Linked DNA regions of Mus musculus: region 2 is linked to region 1. Evidence: chromatin contacts called from public promoter capture Hi-C data. All regions are on one chromosome and are shown on one strand. Each heading gives the region's core, a stretch centred on a gene start, on an enhancer-like site or on the middle of the called end of the contact. The rest is flanking DNA. Distances are from core to core; before and after follow the strand shown. Region 1 holds the start of Ogt (O-linked N-acetylglucosamine (GlcNAc) transferase (UDP-N-acetylglucosamine:polypeptide-N-acetylglucosaminyl transferase)). Region 2 holds the start of Phka1 (phosphorylase kinase alpha 1).

Region 1 (7,274 bases), core at 2,102-4,601:
TTACCTGAAAAGAATATCCTCAAGTGACAAAATCTGGGGGAAAAGACCCTAGTCATACTGATGATATGTTCACCCCCGCAAAACGGGGGAAAACTAGCAACCAGGCATGTCAAAAGTGAACAAGAGCGCACATGTTGCGTTGGTGGCTCAGATGAAACCCAGCACTGGAAAACTCTGAAGTTCAGATATTTAATTAGCATTTTTAAGCTCAGCACCAAGAGGCAGGTTACCCCGGCATCTCCTACCTGTCCAGCCTTCGACACTGGAAGTGTATAGATGAAAGTAATAAAAGAACACCAGTATTGTCAGGCTCTTGTCTCCAGAGCTGCATGCAGTGTCTCTCAGCTGCCTCAAAATCTCCTGCCTGATATTCTCGATGTGCCAACTCAGCTAACCCTTGGAAGGAAAGCATACGTTTCGTTGGTTCTGGAGAATCATCAAAACATTTGAGGGAAGGAGGGGGGAAAACAAAAGTTAGAAATGCAAACCAAAAAATGTAAAAATATGGTAAATTAAACTTAAAGATGAAAATGCTTGAAACTATGTAAAGCACCAGAGTGTTCTGCATTTTATTTAAAACCCAGTCTACAGAATTGATCTCTTTCAAATCTGCCCATTGTTAATGCTTCCTTTTCTAAACCCCATAGTAATATTGACTTCCAGAAAAGATTCCTTTCTTACATTTTGTACTTTTTCTTACAAATCATAGGAAGATTCACTAAAATCACTAAACTTAGTATACTGACACAAAACATTAAACATGAAATCTGCAGAAGTTACAAGGATTTATTGTCAGAATAACCTATCGCTTAACAATACTTCATCTCACATTTCAAGGTGGAGTGTATTCTAACTCTCTCGGTGTGGGTGGGGACACCAGGTGTCTCTTTAACTCTTTATATTGATGTTTGTGAGTTTTACAGCTTTCTTTTTTAAAAAGAGCCAGCCTAAAGAAACCGGCTGAAAGCCAAAGAGTTACTTTTAAAGCAAGCAGCTGATAAACAAGATGACTTAGCAGTCAAGGGCTAAAGCATTTCATAATGGGTTCGCCAAACATTTTAAACAAAAAACCCAAACGTTGTTCCTCTTCTGGAGAGGACTCAGGAGCCCAAATTAGCTAAATCCCACCCACGCTGCCTTACATTTTCTGCTGTGTTCATGGCTCTCACAGAAGTACTAAGACATTAAAAACAACCCTATTCAATAACCAGGCAACAATCTACAATTGGAAAAGCTTTTAAATGCTGCAATAATATAAAACACGGGATAAAATATAATAAATAACAAAAAATGCTTTTGTTCTGAAGGACTTGATTTAGTTAACATAATAAAAGCCAAAATCCAGGTGCTCGCCTAAGGCTCGGCTGTAAACATTTATCTCCACAATAATTCATTATTAGGAATTCAAGGATAACACTCTAGAGATTAGAATGGGAAACCACAGACCTGGTACTTAATTTTAACCAAGGTCATGGGGACAAGCTCAAATTTGAGCCAGGCTTTCCCATACCAGAGCAATTTCTGCACAGCTAACCACAAAAACAAAGACCAAAAATATTTGTGTCCAAATCTGAGGTTGGAGCTAGAAGATCAACTAGAAAATTACATGTTAGACAAGAACGTAGCACTTTCTAGCTCCTAAATTTAGCACATTACCTATCACTTTCCAAAGTCACATATCTGCTCTTTTAATACTGGAAATGACCATTTCTTCAAATAAAGTTAACAGTCAGAAAAGAGCAAGTTCTTACAAAAACCTACGACAGAATCTTACATTTTTGAAAATCATGATGGGGAAACAGAAAGGTGGAAATCTTGATCCCATTCCCATCTATTAAGGATGAGATACTATTTTAGAGTCATCTATTTATCTCACAATATTCAAAATCGTCAACTAAAACCTAGACACTGAGAAACAATAACCTCTCGGGAACCTTAGAGCTGCAGCCTGGTTCCCCATCCCCTCCCGCCCCAAACAGCCTCAATCTGGAAAGGCAGTTGAAGGACACTCCTACAATTTGGTTGTTTTCTTATTTTCTGTAGCAAAGGCTTGGAGATGCATCGTTGAAAAGAGGCAACCGCTTTGCACTTGTGCAGCTACACTCCAGTTGCTTTACAAACTCTTCAAGCAAGGATGGAAACTTAAAAAAGAAATAATAATGCACACCCTATGGATAAAGAGATACTGGGCTAAAGAATGGGGATGAAAACCCAGAGGCCATGGCGGAGGAATACATAGAGAAAGTAACACAAAGAAAGAGAATTAGGAGGGCGGGCAGGGTGGTCGCCGCCAAGCAACACACCGAGGTGGTTTCTTCCCTGAGGATAAGAAACGACTGTCGGGCTGGCACGTTCGCAGAGGAAGGGTGTGGTTGCAACAAGCAGGGAGGGCTGACCAGGGTAGGAAACTCCGTACTGGGGCAGCGGGTGCAATTGGGTGATGGCTAAGAGAACCCCTGGAAATTTCCAACCTAAATCGGGGCCGCTCAACCCAAGAACACAAGGCGCTGCCCCGGCGGGGTGCGGGCTCAAGTAGCTCTTCTTGGTGCTACTTGGAAGCACACCGAGGAGCCTTCGCTAGTCATGCCTGATGCAAAGTGAGGCTAGGATTACACCGAAATAGCATCCCCGCCCTAGCCTGGCAAAGGAGGACCAAATGTGGCTAAGGGAAAGGGGCTTTGGGGAGGAGGTGGAAGCGCACGGGAGGGAGCGACGGGCTGAAATTGAGGGAGAAAACAGTTGCGACGGGAGACAGAAATTGCAGAGATTCCAATGCAGCCCATTCCAAGACACACTAAGCGCGCACGTGTGCTATAGATTCGTCCCGAGAGAGAAGGCTACAACACTGATGGGATAAAGCAACAACGAAAAAGCCCCCAAAGCAAGCAAAATGCAAGCAAGCAACTAGAGAATGTTTACGAACGGACGGCAGCACCAAACCCGATCAGATAGCAGTAGAACTCGAGAGCTCAGTAATGCCACTGATGTAATGGGGATGGTCAGAGGGAAGTAATGAAAGATACAAGACGGCGCCAGACCCCAAAGGGACGTCTGCCAGAGTAGAATGGGACACTAGTACCTGTACTGTCGGCCACGTTGCCCACGGAAGACGCCATCTGGAGCTTCTTGAGATAGAACAAGGGGTAATTGACTTCTACTGCCGCCACTACTGACAAGAATGGTTCTAGAAGTAGCAGAAAAAAGGCAGCAGCCGTATCAGTGTTTTGAAGGGCTCAGGGGGCGGCACAGAATACTGAACTCGAATCTTAGGAACTCTTGGTAGACATCTACCTCTCACTGTCTTGAAATGGCGGCGAGGGCTCCTCGACCGAAACAACACAAGCCGGAACTACTTTCTGTTATAATCAAGTACCCCGCGGAGGTAGCGCGTAACAAGACTACCGACCAAGTGACTGTAATCAAAGTCATTTGCTCTTACGTAACCTTCCGCCCAAGGTCCATTGCGACAAACATGACTGTAGAGAGCGCATGCGACAACCCTGTCTAGGCAACTCCGGGTTAAGGGCTCCCTATGGGGCAAGAGCCAGCAAGTTTTTAAGAGCAAGGCGGAAGGGCAAAAAACGCCCGTCGATTACTTTTTTTTTTTTTTTTTTTTTTTTTTTTTTTGGCAAGCGCTAAAGTACGAGTCTACTACCTGGTCAGTGATGTCGATGTTAGAATGTCAGAGCGTCTAGAAAAGTTTAATTAACTCCATTCAACAGAAAAGGGTAGTTTACACGACCAACGTGTTAGTTCTAAGCAAGTAAACGCGAATATTTGCGTTTCAGAGACGGGGCTGTTCAAAACAATGGGGGAGCCGGTTCGATTTGAATGCTTTTTGATTCAGACTCCACCCATGAATTTAAGTACTTTGATGAGAAAAACGGACAGTCTCCCTGAGCTGAGTGAACCCAAATGTGTTCGATTTGAACCATATAACCCTAAAATTCAAAATCGTTTGTGAGATTCGGGATGGTAACAGGGTAAATGCTAGGAGTTTGCATGTCAAAAGCAACCACAGAAATGTTAAAGAGGATGCCTTTTTCCTCAAAATTCCTGATCCTGAATTGTGACCTTGTTTCGTCAGAATCATTAAGGACTGCAAATGCCTTGGAGCTTAAGGCAATTCAACAAAGCAAACTGTGTTCCTTTGCCTTCTTCCTAAACCACACAACTACAATGAATTTCCAATTGCCTTCCTTTGACAAAACAGCTCTTTGGATCCTCTTACGGTTTCAAGCCCAGTGTTTGGACATTTTTGTCACATTGTTATTAATTTATATTTCCTGCCTTGTTCCTTGACAGTTTTAAGACACGTCACTAAGTGATTATTACAAGCCACTGGGGACTACAGTTAGCTCTCTTAGAGTCTTTCCGTTTCAAAACTCTTTGATCTAGGAAAAATTAGTGAGCTTGTGTAAAAATGTTTGCTGTCTAGCTCCTTGGTGAAATAAAAAACAAATCCTCAAAGGCTGTTTCAGTTTCTTGAGATTGCCAAACAACCTATGAACTTTGGATTATGAGTGCAGAAAAAGTTGATAATATTGTTCATTTCTTCTGCCCCACAGAACCACAACATGTAGTAAAAAAGAAAGCTTGCCATTCAAACTCTCCTGGATATTGATTGGCCTTATCTTTTCATTTGATACACCTGGCAAGCCCCAAACCCACCAAGTGATCCACCTTTGTTGAAAGAACTCAGCTTTTCCTCATTAAGAAAGGCAACTCAGATTCTACTAGCAGATGTTTAGGCCTTCTTGATTAGTGCGTGATAGTTAATTAAGTAAAAAGTCGTTAAATGTCAGGTCATGCTCCCAGTCGGACAGCTATTTGACTCATAGAAAACTGATCTGGGGTTCCCTCATCTGAAAGGAGTCTCACGCTGCTATGAAAAAATTGGATTGTGAGGCTCATGTAGCTCAGGAAGGAAAACTCCTTCAAGGAATTGGTCCAGGAGCCTCCAATAATAGGATCTTGGAGGTTTGGTTCCAGGGATTTACCAGTCAAGCCTAACTTCTTCAGCCAACAAATTAACATTTACTAAAATCTCTATATCCGAGGCACTGTGGCAAACATAAAATGAAAAAGACAAACTCTTTGCCCTCAAGGAGTTCCAATATGCTTAGGTAGACCCAAAATGCTGCTTAATAAGAATACCGAGGGTTATTTTAATGAAGCCCATTTGATCTATTGTCTGGAAAGGGAACCTCAGACTAGAGGGGGTCTGAAGACAGAGGCTGGTACTGGGCAATGCGGGGAGTGGGGTGCTTCTGTGCTCCTTTCATTTTTTTTCTTCTAGTTACTCTTTTTCTCTTTTCCTTTTTTATGCAGCAATTTGAAATTTGTAGTCCTTTGTAAAATACATCAACTGCTTCCATTCTAATTCCAAACTCCACTACTCTAACACCATTTACCGTGCAACAGTTTCCTATCTATCCTGTAGCATCCCCCTGGAGTCTGTTCATTTAAAGCATCCTTTTTGAAGCAATGCCATGAGCAAGCGCTGGAGATGTGCACCCAGCTGCAGTCACTGGAAGATTGTCCCAAAAGATAAATGAAGCTGAACAGAATGCATTGACACTGCACCGCAGGCTCTCTAGATGCGTGGAGAGAGCCCCTTGGATTCGGTACCCAGTCACAAGAAAGAAAACTGGTCTTGAAATCCTCCCAGAAAGGAAGAAAAAAACTTCCAAAAATATTGTAGTGTATTTATTATTGTTATGGGGGGTGGGGAGTGTGCCACAGTGTGAATGCGACGGTATGCGTGTGGAAGTCAAAGGAAAACTTTGTAGGATTCTCTCCACATTTGGGGACTGAAGGCTCGAACAACAAGCTCCTTTGCCTCCTGAGCCACCTCACTGGCCTCCCCCATTTTTTTTTTTTCTTTTTCAACTTGGAATAAGATTAAAGAAAACCAAACTGGTTTGTGGTCGTATAACCAACATAGCCAGTGAACTTGGGAACTGAGAATTTCTTACTTGGTGGCTGCTGGGCTGAAAACAGTAGCCAGCTGGAAAAACAACAGTGAAAACAGGGAGGAAAAACCAACACAGCTGTAATGTCTAAAGCCTTAGAGATACATTGGGAAACTGCTCTGCAAAACAAAAGCCGAGAGAGGCCTAGGAAGGCACCCTCTGGAGCTCAGCCCAGGGGGAGTACTTTTCCTCTCTGGCGCCAGTAGGCTTTAAAGATTTGAGAAAAATAAAGATATCAGGACTCAAAGGCCAGTTAGGTCCCCCTCCCTCTTTAATCATCACTTGCTTTCTTGATCTATAACCTCTATGATAAGGCACATCAAAATGAAAGGAAAGCTGAACCTGATCTTGGTCCTTAGGGCCTGGAATTTCAGCACTTGGGACGTTGAGGTGATCCTCCTGGCTCCACCCAGGGCTACGTAAATGAGTTCCAGATTAGGCTGCGCTACAATGTGGGATCCTCTTCAAAAAGAGAACAAAACAAAAAGTGAGAAGTCAAAACCTTGATTTGTCCTTCCAATCCCAGTCTACCACGTAATGTTGTCCAAAAAAAGATGTTCACAGTCTACAGCCTGAAACTGTTTACAAAGGGGGGGGGGGAGCGCGGGAGGGGGGAGCAGGGGAGAGAACTAAATAAATCCACTAAGGAGCTCTGGATCTCAAAATAAGAGACTGAGTCTTCTCCTTATGGCTATGAGCCTGTGGTACTATTTTCTGTGTTTATGGATAAGAGGCTATTGTCCGCTCAGTTATCTTCCTGATTCTTCTCAAGTGGGAGTAACTCTTCCCTCAAAAAGAGGATCATGGTATACTTATTTGCACCAACAAGACTTTTCTTGCAGAGCCCTGAAGTGAGTCATGCTATCCCACTAATCTACCTCCCACTACCTCCAATGCAGAATAAGCAAATCCAAAGAGGCTCTGAGGGCTCTCCAGCCCAGAATCTATGCCTGAAAGTAGATCCTAGCCTTTTGGTTTTGATCCTGACTCTGCCTCTTCCTGTGATTTTAGTGGAGAAGGGTGATCACATGATACTGAGAAGCCTTCCAAGGGGCTGAAAGAAACTTGCAAAGAAAAGGATAGGAGTGGGGACAAATCACACTGGAAGACAGACAATAGCTCAGGTGCTAGATCTTTTGTTGTTGTTCTTTCTGGGTGGCTCTAATAAGCATTGTTTTTTGTTTTTGTTTTTGTTTTTGTTTTGTTTTTTGTTTTTTTTGTTTTTCTTGTCCATGGTAAGCACTTCCCAGTAGACTGGAACACTCAAAAGGCAGATTTGGCTGTCATGAACAACCAGAT
Region 2 (7,274 bases), core at 2,920-5,419, 1.0 Mb before region 1:
AACTTCACATTTATAGCTGCCTATTTTTTGATTAGTTGGCCTGAAGCCTGTAAGTCATTCATATATATATATATATATATATATATATATATATATATATATGAGCTCCTGAAACATCTCCACCCACCTCACTAAGTTCTCATTGGTGGGTCACTACCATGCCAGCCCCATGGTTCAAATCCCCCTGGCCTTTGTGATGCATAGCTGGCAAACCCACACTTTGCCTCTGTACCTTTCTCTCTTGAACCCAGTTGAACTGCTGTGTGAAGGAAAACACAACACAAACTTAGTTCAGAAATGACAGTAACAGCCAGGCATGGTGGTACACACCTTTAATCACAGCACTCGGGAGGCAGAGGCAGGTGGATTTCTGAGTTTGAGGCCAGCCTGATCTACAGAGTGAGTTCCAGGACAGCCAGGGTTATACAGAGAAACCCTGTCTCAAAAAAAAACAAAAACAAAAAACAAAAACAAACAAACAAACAACAACAAAAATGACAGTAACTCAATCGCTGGGTGCAGCAACTAAAATTCTAATCTTGTAAGCCTTATTAAATCTAAACCCTTTGGTGGCAAATCCTGACAGATCTATCACTGAAACTGGGAGACACTCATAGCTACATCTTGTCCTCACGCTATCCCTGTCCAAAAGGACCTAATTCTCTCCTGCTTCCTCTCTTCCTCCGACCAACCAGGAAGTCCCTCCTACTCTCCCAGTGATTGGCTCCTTTATTCATTAGGGGATTGGTTCACAAGAAGTCTCCTGAGTATGCTCCTTGTCTGCAACCCTTCCCAGGAGAGTGGAATTAGCATCAAAATACAAACAGCACCAGGTCCATCCACAACATTTCCATCTTCTGATATCTTCTCTAATTTCTCCTTCAATGTCTTAAAGTTTTTAAGTTTACAAGACTTTTACTTGTTTGATAGAGTTACCCCAAATAGTTTATATCATTTGAGGCTATTGTGAAGTATATTGTTTCCCTGGTTTCTTTCTTGGTTCATTTGTCATTTGTATATAATAGGAATACTAATTTTTCTGATTTAATTTTATATCTGACTACTTTGTGGGAAGTATTTATGAGCTGTAGGTGTTTCCTAGTGGAATTTTTAGGGTAACTATGTATACTATCATATCATCTACAAATAAAGATACTTTGACTTCTTTTCCTATTCGTATCCCTTTGATCTCCTGCAGTTGTCTTAATTCTCTAGCTAAGACTTTAAGTATTGTGTAAGTTTGAATTATCCTGGTCTACTTGGCGAGTTCCAGACCAGCCTGGTCTACATAGTGAGCTCCAGGCTATTCAAGAATGTAAAGAGACTCTGACTCAAACAAACAAACAAACAATTAAAAGAAAAGGGAAGAAAAAAGGAGTTCTGGGAGATGGCTCAGATATTCAGACCCCCTGAACCTATGTATAAGCTTGATGTGGCTGTGTTCAACTGTAACCCTAGCACTAGGGGGAAGGAAACAGGTGGATACTTGCTAGAAACCTAAAATAGTGAGTTCTAGCTTCAGTGAGAAAGCTCCTCTCAATACATAAGGTGGCAAGTGAAAGAAAAGGACAGCCACCTTCAACCTCTGGTTTATTTTTTTCTCTCTCTTCTCTCTCTCTCTCTCTCTCTCTCTCTCTCTCTCTCTCTGTCTCTCTTTCATCTCTCTCTTACACACACACACACACACAAGATGCACATGTACAGATGCATGTGTACAAATACAAACACACAAAATAAAGAAATAGCAAAATTTTAAAAATACAAACAAAGCAATAGTACATTTTATATGCATATTTCCAAATAAATATATTAAGAATCAACTTGAAAGGATACAAATCAATCCAATAATGGTGGCTACTTTCAGAAGGGGAACAAAGAAGACTATGGTAGAAGATATTAAACAGAGAGAACTGGATTTAACTTTATTTGTAATATTGAAACTCTTAGGAAGAGTTAACTTTCATATTATTTTGAACACTATACAACATGGACATGCATCAAAAACATCACACAGTATCCCATAAATATGTACAACTTTTACATGTTGATGATTTTAAAAAGAAGCAATGACTTCAGACTGACAACTATAATTTGATTTATAATTAGATATATCTAAAAAATAAGTGCCTGTGAGACCTGGAAACATATATAAAAGGAGTCAACGAAACCAACATGGAAGATCACACTTCCAACTAGTTAATTTTTATGTGTCTTCATTTCTCCACCTCTAAGATAGGTTTAATTATTAATACATTTCAATGAAACCCCCTATTTTGTACAACTAATATATATTAATCAGAAGTTTATCTACTTAACAGGGCCATTATATAAGGTATATAATAAAAATTCCAACTTATTAAAGGGAGAAAATGTAGTGTTCGGGTTAACATAAGCTGTTACAGTTTTGTTTCTCAATATCAAACAGCATCCTGGTTTTCATGCACCAAGCTCTTGTGAGGTAGTCAGCATGAGTCAGCCTCCTGGGTCTTACTGGTTCTGGGACACTGAGCAGATCAAGTTTCTAAGACTACAAGACTGAAAGTCTAAATTGGACCAAGGATAAAAGCACCAGGGCAATGCCAGCCAACAGGGTCTGCTGATAGCCAGCTAGCTATCATTCTTAGTGATGCCACACCTCTGCCATTCCTAATCCAGTCATGCTATCATGAGGTGAAGGGAGGTCTATGCATAAGGAATATAAAGAGTAGAAAGAAGATAGTGGTGTGGGGAATTATGATTTCAATATTTTATTTCACCTTTTTGTATTTTGCAATTTTTCTTTAATGATCATATACTACTTTAATGTTTGAAAATGTGCTTAAATATCAAGGTGAAGAAAAACTAGACGACAGACACTTGAAGGGGACCAGGGTAGAGAAAAAGGTTTCTGAGCCTATAGTCTGAGTGAGGGCAAGATATCAGGGAGTTAGGGGCATAGGCAGGAGGGTGTTCTCTCCAAACCGAACTCCCTTTCCCAGTGTACTAAGGACATGAAGTGCTGTACTGGCCAGCCATCGCATTTGCGTAGGTTGTGACTGCAATGGGAAACTATTTGCTGGAGAAGTCCGTGCCACTGTGTTGAACTGCATCATTGACTGGCTGTTCAACCTGAGCACTTGAGCACTCACCTTTCATCACCATTATCAGATATTCACTAGTCACCTTCCAAGGTGCCTGACTATACGCTATACTGCCTGAGGAAGAAGCTGCAGCAGAGACAAAGGTGGCAGTGGCGCAGAGGCAGCTTGTAAGAAGAGAAGAAACTTAGGAGAGGAAAAAAAAAATAGAACGAAAATGCAAAATCACTGTGGGCAGAGTGAGGTGGCCAAGGAAGGCTTAGATTTAGAACTTGAAAGGTCAAGAGACAGTCTTATTCTCTTACCCGGCAAATCAGAAAGCAGGTGGTACTCCTGCTGAGCCCAGAAGAAGTTTGGGAGGGCTATGAGTAAAGGTTAGGGGTTGGGACAGTAGAGCTCGGAAGCATAAGCCCTTTGGGGACCGCCTGCCAGAGGCAGATTCCTCAAGCTCCTCACTGTATCCTCGGCAGCCTTCTTCCCCAGCCCTCCTCAGTCACTTTAATTTCAGCTGAATGTTTGTTCTTTGGGCCTAGTCACCTATACTTTACGAGGAAGCTTTCCAAAGCAGATAACTCCCACTGTCAGCTGTCCCATCAAGAGCACCCTCAGCCACTGCTTGGCTCCCTATTCTGCTCTCAGCCTGCCTGACACTTGCTTCCTCAAAGCTCCCTAACCGCTGCGGATTCGCGCATCTTTAAGGAGGAGCTAAAGAACTCCTTAGGGAGCTGGGGGTTTTTGTTTGTGTGTTTATTTGGTTGGTTGGTTGGTTGGTTGGTTTCAGAGTGTGGCGCTTAATCCGACTTTTTGCTCCTGAAGATCCGGAAATGGAATCGTTCAGTCCCAGTCTCTCAGTTTTGAAGAGTTCCTGAGGGTTCCTAAAACTAGTCCTTCAGAAGTAAGAGCAACAGCCTGTGCGCACAACCGTGCAAAATTAAAATAGTCACTTGTAGTGTTTCGAAAATAACTCCCCCGGGGGGGCGGGGAGAGCACAGCGCCTCGGGCGACACATTCTGGGCGGAGGGTGGCGGGCTACTGGCCCGTGGGCGTAGCGCGCAGCTGCAGGACCCACGCCCCGCCCCCGCACGCTCGCCAAGGGAGGCGGCACCCGGGGCGCTGACCCGCTGCTGTCGCCGGCCTTCAGTCTCAGGGCCGCCCCGGTCTCCTTCAGTCAAGCGGAGGATGCCGGTGCGCCACCCGGGGACCACGGGAGACTGAGTGGAGACGGGGTCTTTGCCGGCCGAAGCCTAGACCGCGGGAGGCTGAGCCGCGGCCTGAAGTGGACTCTGAGGCCGCCGGAACCAGGTGACGCGCGGGAACCATTGGCCACACGAGCAAGGGAGCGTTTAGAAGGTTTCCGTAGGCCTGGCGTCCGAGCTTCCCGTGTGTGCAGTGGGGGATTAGGGACGTGGCACCATGAGGAGCCGCAGTAACTCGGGAGTCCGCCTGGACGGCTATGCTCGGCTGGTGCATCAGACCATCCTGTGCCATCAGGTAAGTGTAGGTAAGGGTGAAGTGTGAGCTCCGGACACTGACTCTGGGTGAACCCTGAACGCATTTGTCTCTGGAGAGACCTTAAAGGATCCCGAAGGAAAGTTGCATGTTGAACTTGGAGTAAAATCAAAGTGTGGCATGGAGAATCACAATCCCCCACCCTCGACCCCTCTGCAGTGATTCCAGAGTGATGGTTTCTGAGCTCAGACAGAATGCCACCCCTTCCCCCAACTCCCCACCCTCCCAACTATGGCAGGATTCCAGGGACAGAGTTTCAAGAAATAACACTTTTTTATTGCCCTCACCCCAGGTTTGGGCCATCTACTTCCACTCCACTTCCCCAAAGATGTATGAGAACATAGAGCATCCTAAGAGACCTTAGACTACTGTGAAGGTCAAGGCACTTTGTACATACTTTTAAACAGTTTTGCACAGTGGCTCAGGCTGGCCTTGAACTTGGGATTTTCCTGCCATAGCCTTCACAGTTTGGACAACAGACCACAAGCCAGTGGGTTTTTTTGTTTGTTTCCTAAGCCGTTGTTGTTTTATTTCTTCCTTTGTTGAGAGGATTTTACCTTGTAGCCCATGCTGACCTCAAACTCCCCATCCTCGAGCTTCATCTCCCCATTGCTGGGGTAACAGGTATGCGCCACTGCACCTGGTTTATATGTGCTCTTTGGAGTTGTTGGTTTTTGAAACCAAGTCTGTCTTTGTAGCCCACGATGGCCTGAAACTCACTATGTAGCTGGCCTCGAAGGAGCGTCAGTCTGGAGAATTATAGGCTATAAGGCACTGCACCTGGCTGTATATATTTCTAGATTTCTTTCCTACTCCTTTACTTCAGACTTTTCGTTGCTAGTTGAATTTAACTTTTATATTTATTTTTCTTTTAAAATGCACTTAGTGGCATCCTTAGTACTACATTTGATAATACCCCTAATAATGCCTTTATTTTAATAATACCTGTGTTTTGGACTTGTAAGCTTTCAGCCAGCTCTTTCCTTATTCTTAAGATAGTGCATGGAAATAGAAGAAACTTTCTCATCTCATATAAATATGTTCTGCAATGCTGATTAGCAGCAGTAGCAGCACACTGACTAGTCCATACTACTTTATTATATATATATATATAGTTGAAACTTGCTGAGAGAGGAGATCCCTCCTATCAAAAAGTGAGGTAATAGATGTATTAACTTGATTGTCATTTCACAGTACATTCATGTATGTATCAAATCGTCATGTTGTATACAGTAAATATGTACAGCTTTTATTGTCAGTTATAACTCAGTAAAGCTGGGGGATAGTATCTACCTGCAACTGGTTAAAAGAGAAGAAAGGTCGAAAATTTGAGAATGGGGAAGTAGGAGAAAGACTAAAGTTTCTAAGTAAAATATTCCCTAGATTTTGTTCCCTTTAACATTCTGAGGTTAGTTGCCTGTCCTCTCTCTCTCTTAATTGATCTTGCAGAATCCAGTGACAGGCTTGCTTCCAGCCAGCTATGATCAAAAAGATGCCTGGGTCCGAGATAATGTGTACAGTATCCTGGCTGTGTGGGGTTTGGGCCTGGCATATCGCAAAAATGCTGACCGTGATGAGGACAAGGCAAAGGCCTATGAACTGGAGCAGGTAATCAAAACAAAACTATACAGAGATGTGGGGCTCTGTGTGGGTGTAATGGGGGAGCAGGAATTGAAGGAAAAATAGCCCTTGTGCCACCTTGCTCAAATTGCATTCTATAAGGTTTTCCTACTATTGTATCTGCAGTGGGTTTGGTTTGGTCTGATGTGGTCTGCTCTGGTTTGGTTATTGTGGTGGAAACTTGAAAACTATAATTCAGGGAAGAGGGCTCAGACTATTTATTACTTTACTTTTGAAAATCCTACTTGGATATATTTCCCAAGATTAATAATTCTCTAAGTGTATTTTCAGGTTCTACCATTTTATTTTCATTGCAAGGAATATTTGGGAGCAAATGTGTATTATTTTATTTCTCTCTCTCTCTCTCTCTCTCTCTCTCTCTCTCTCTCTCTCTCTCTCTCTCTCCCTCCCTCCCTCCCTCCCTCCCCAAAGTGTACTATTTTATCTCCCCCCTCTCTCTTTTGAAAATAATTGTGGTATCTGTATGAGTGGACCTGACAGATCAACAGGTTTTCTTCATTAGACAAAAATAATGACTTCGTTGATCTTTATAACTATGACCACAATTTTAGAGAGCCTGTTGCCTGGGGTCAAATTGAGGTCAGAGTCAGCAGATGACTTTAAGCCAACTTTTAAGGCACCTTCCCCTCAATAAATTAGTATCCTTTCTAGAACTTCTGAACAGAAAGGAACTACTTCATCTTAAGTGTTTAAAAAGGCAATCATTTGGCATCATTTGAATTACACAAGACCTTTAATGATAAAGTACTATGCTAGTTGTAAGTATACGTAGATCTTTTCCCATTAGTGAGAAGGAGCCTTACCACAGCAGCTGTTTCTCCTATCGTCTTCCTTGAACTTAAGAAATCTGAGCTCCACTTCTGATTTACAAATCAGGTTATTGGGATCTGGTTATTTTTAAAAGCAGCAACATATTCAGAAGTTGTTCTTGGGAGTGGGACAAGTCTCACTGTATTATCTTCAGCATCAGTAGCCATTTGGAATTCCTTCAAGCCATTACTGAGAGATACAAAAGAGTTTTTGCTCTAGTGAAGCAAGTACAGACTT

What was found. Capture Hi-C pulls out chosen DNA fragments and counts their contacts.
Region 2: a contact with region 1 is called in a promoter capture Hi-C map of adipose tissue. The contact joins the promoter of Phka1 here to the promoter of Ogt in region 1. A contact is called at or near these places in 1 of 39 promoter capture datasets (pre-B cells) and 1 of 9 other capture datasets (adipose tissue).

The regions. Positions count from the first base shown.
Region 1 is chrX:101,636,128-101,643,401 of GRCm38.p6, reverse strand. Ogt (O-linked N-acetylglucosamine (GlcNAc) transferase (UDP-N-acetylglucosamine:polypeptide-N-acetylglucosaminyl transferase)) reads right to left here and starts at 3,351. Exons shown (of 22, transcript NM_139144.4): 1 at 3,080-3,351; 2 at 246-426. The coding sequence starts at 3,116.
Region 2 is chrX:102,641,141-102,648,414 of GRCm38.p6, reverse strand. Phka1 (phosphorylase kinase alpha 1) reads left to right here and starts at 4,169. Exons shown (of 33, transcript NM_008832.2): 1 at 4,169-4,568; 2 at 6,036-6,194. The coding sequence starts at 4,491.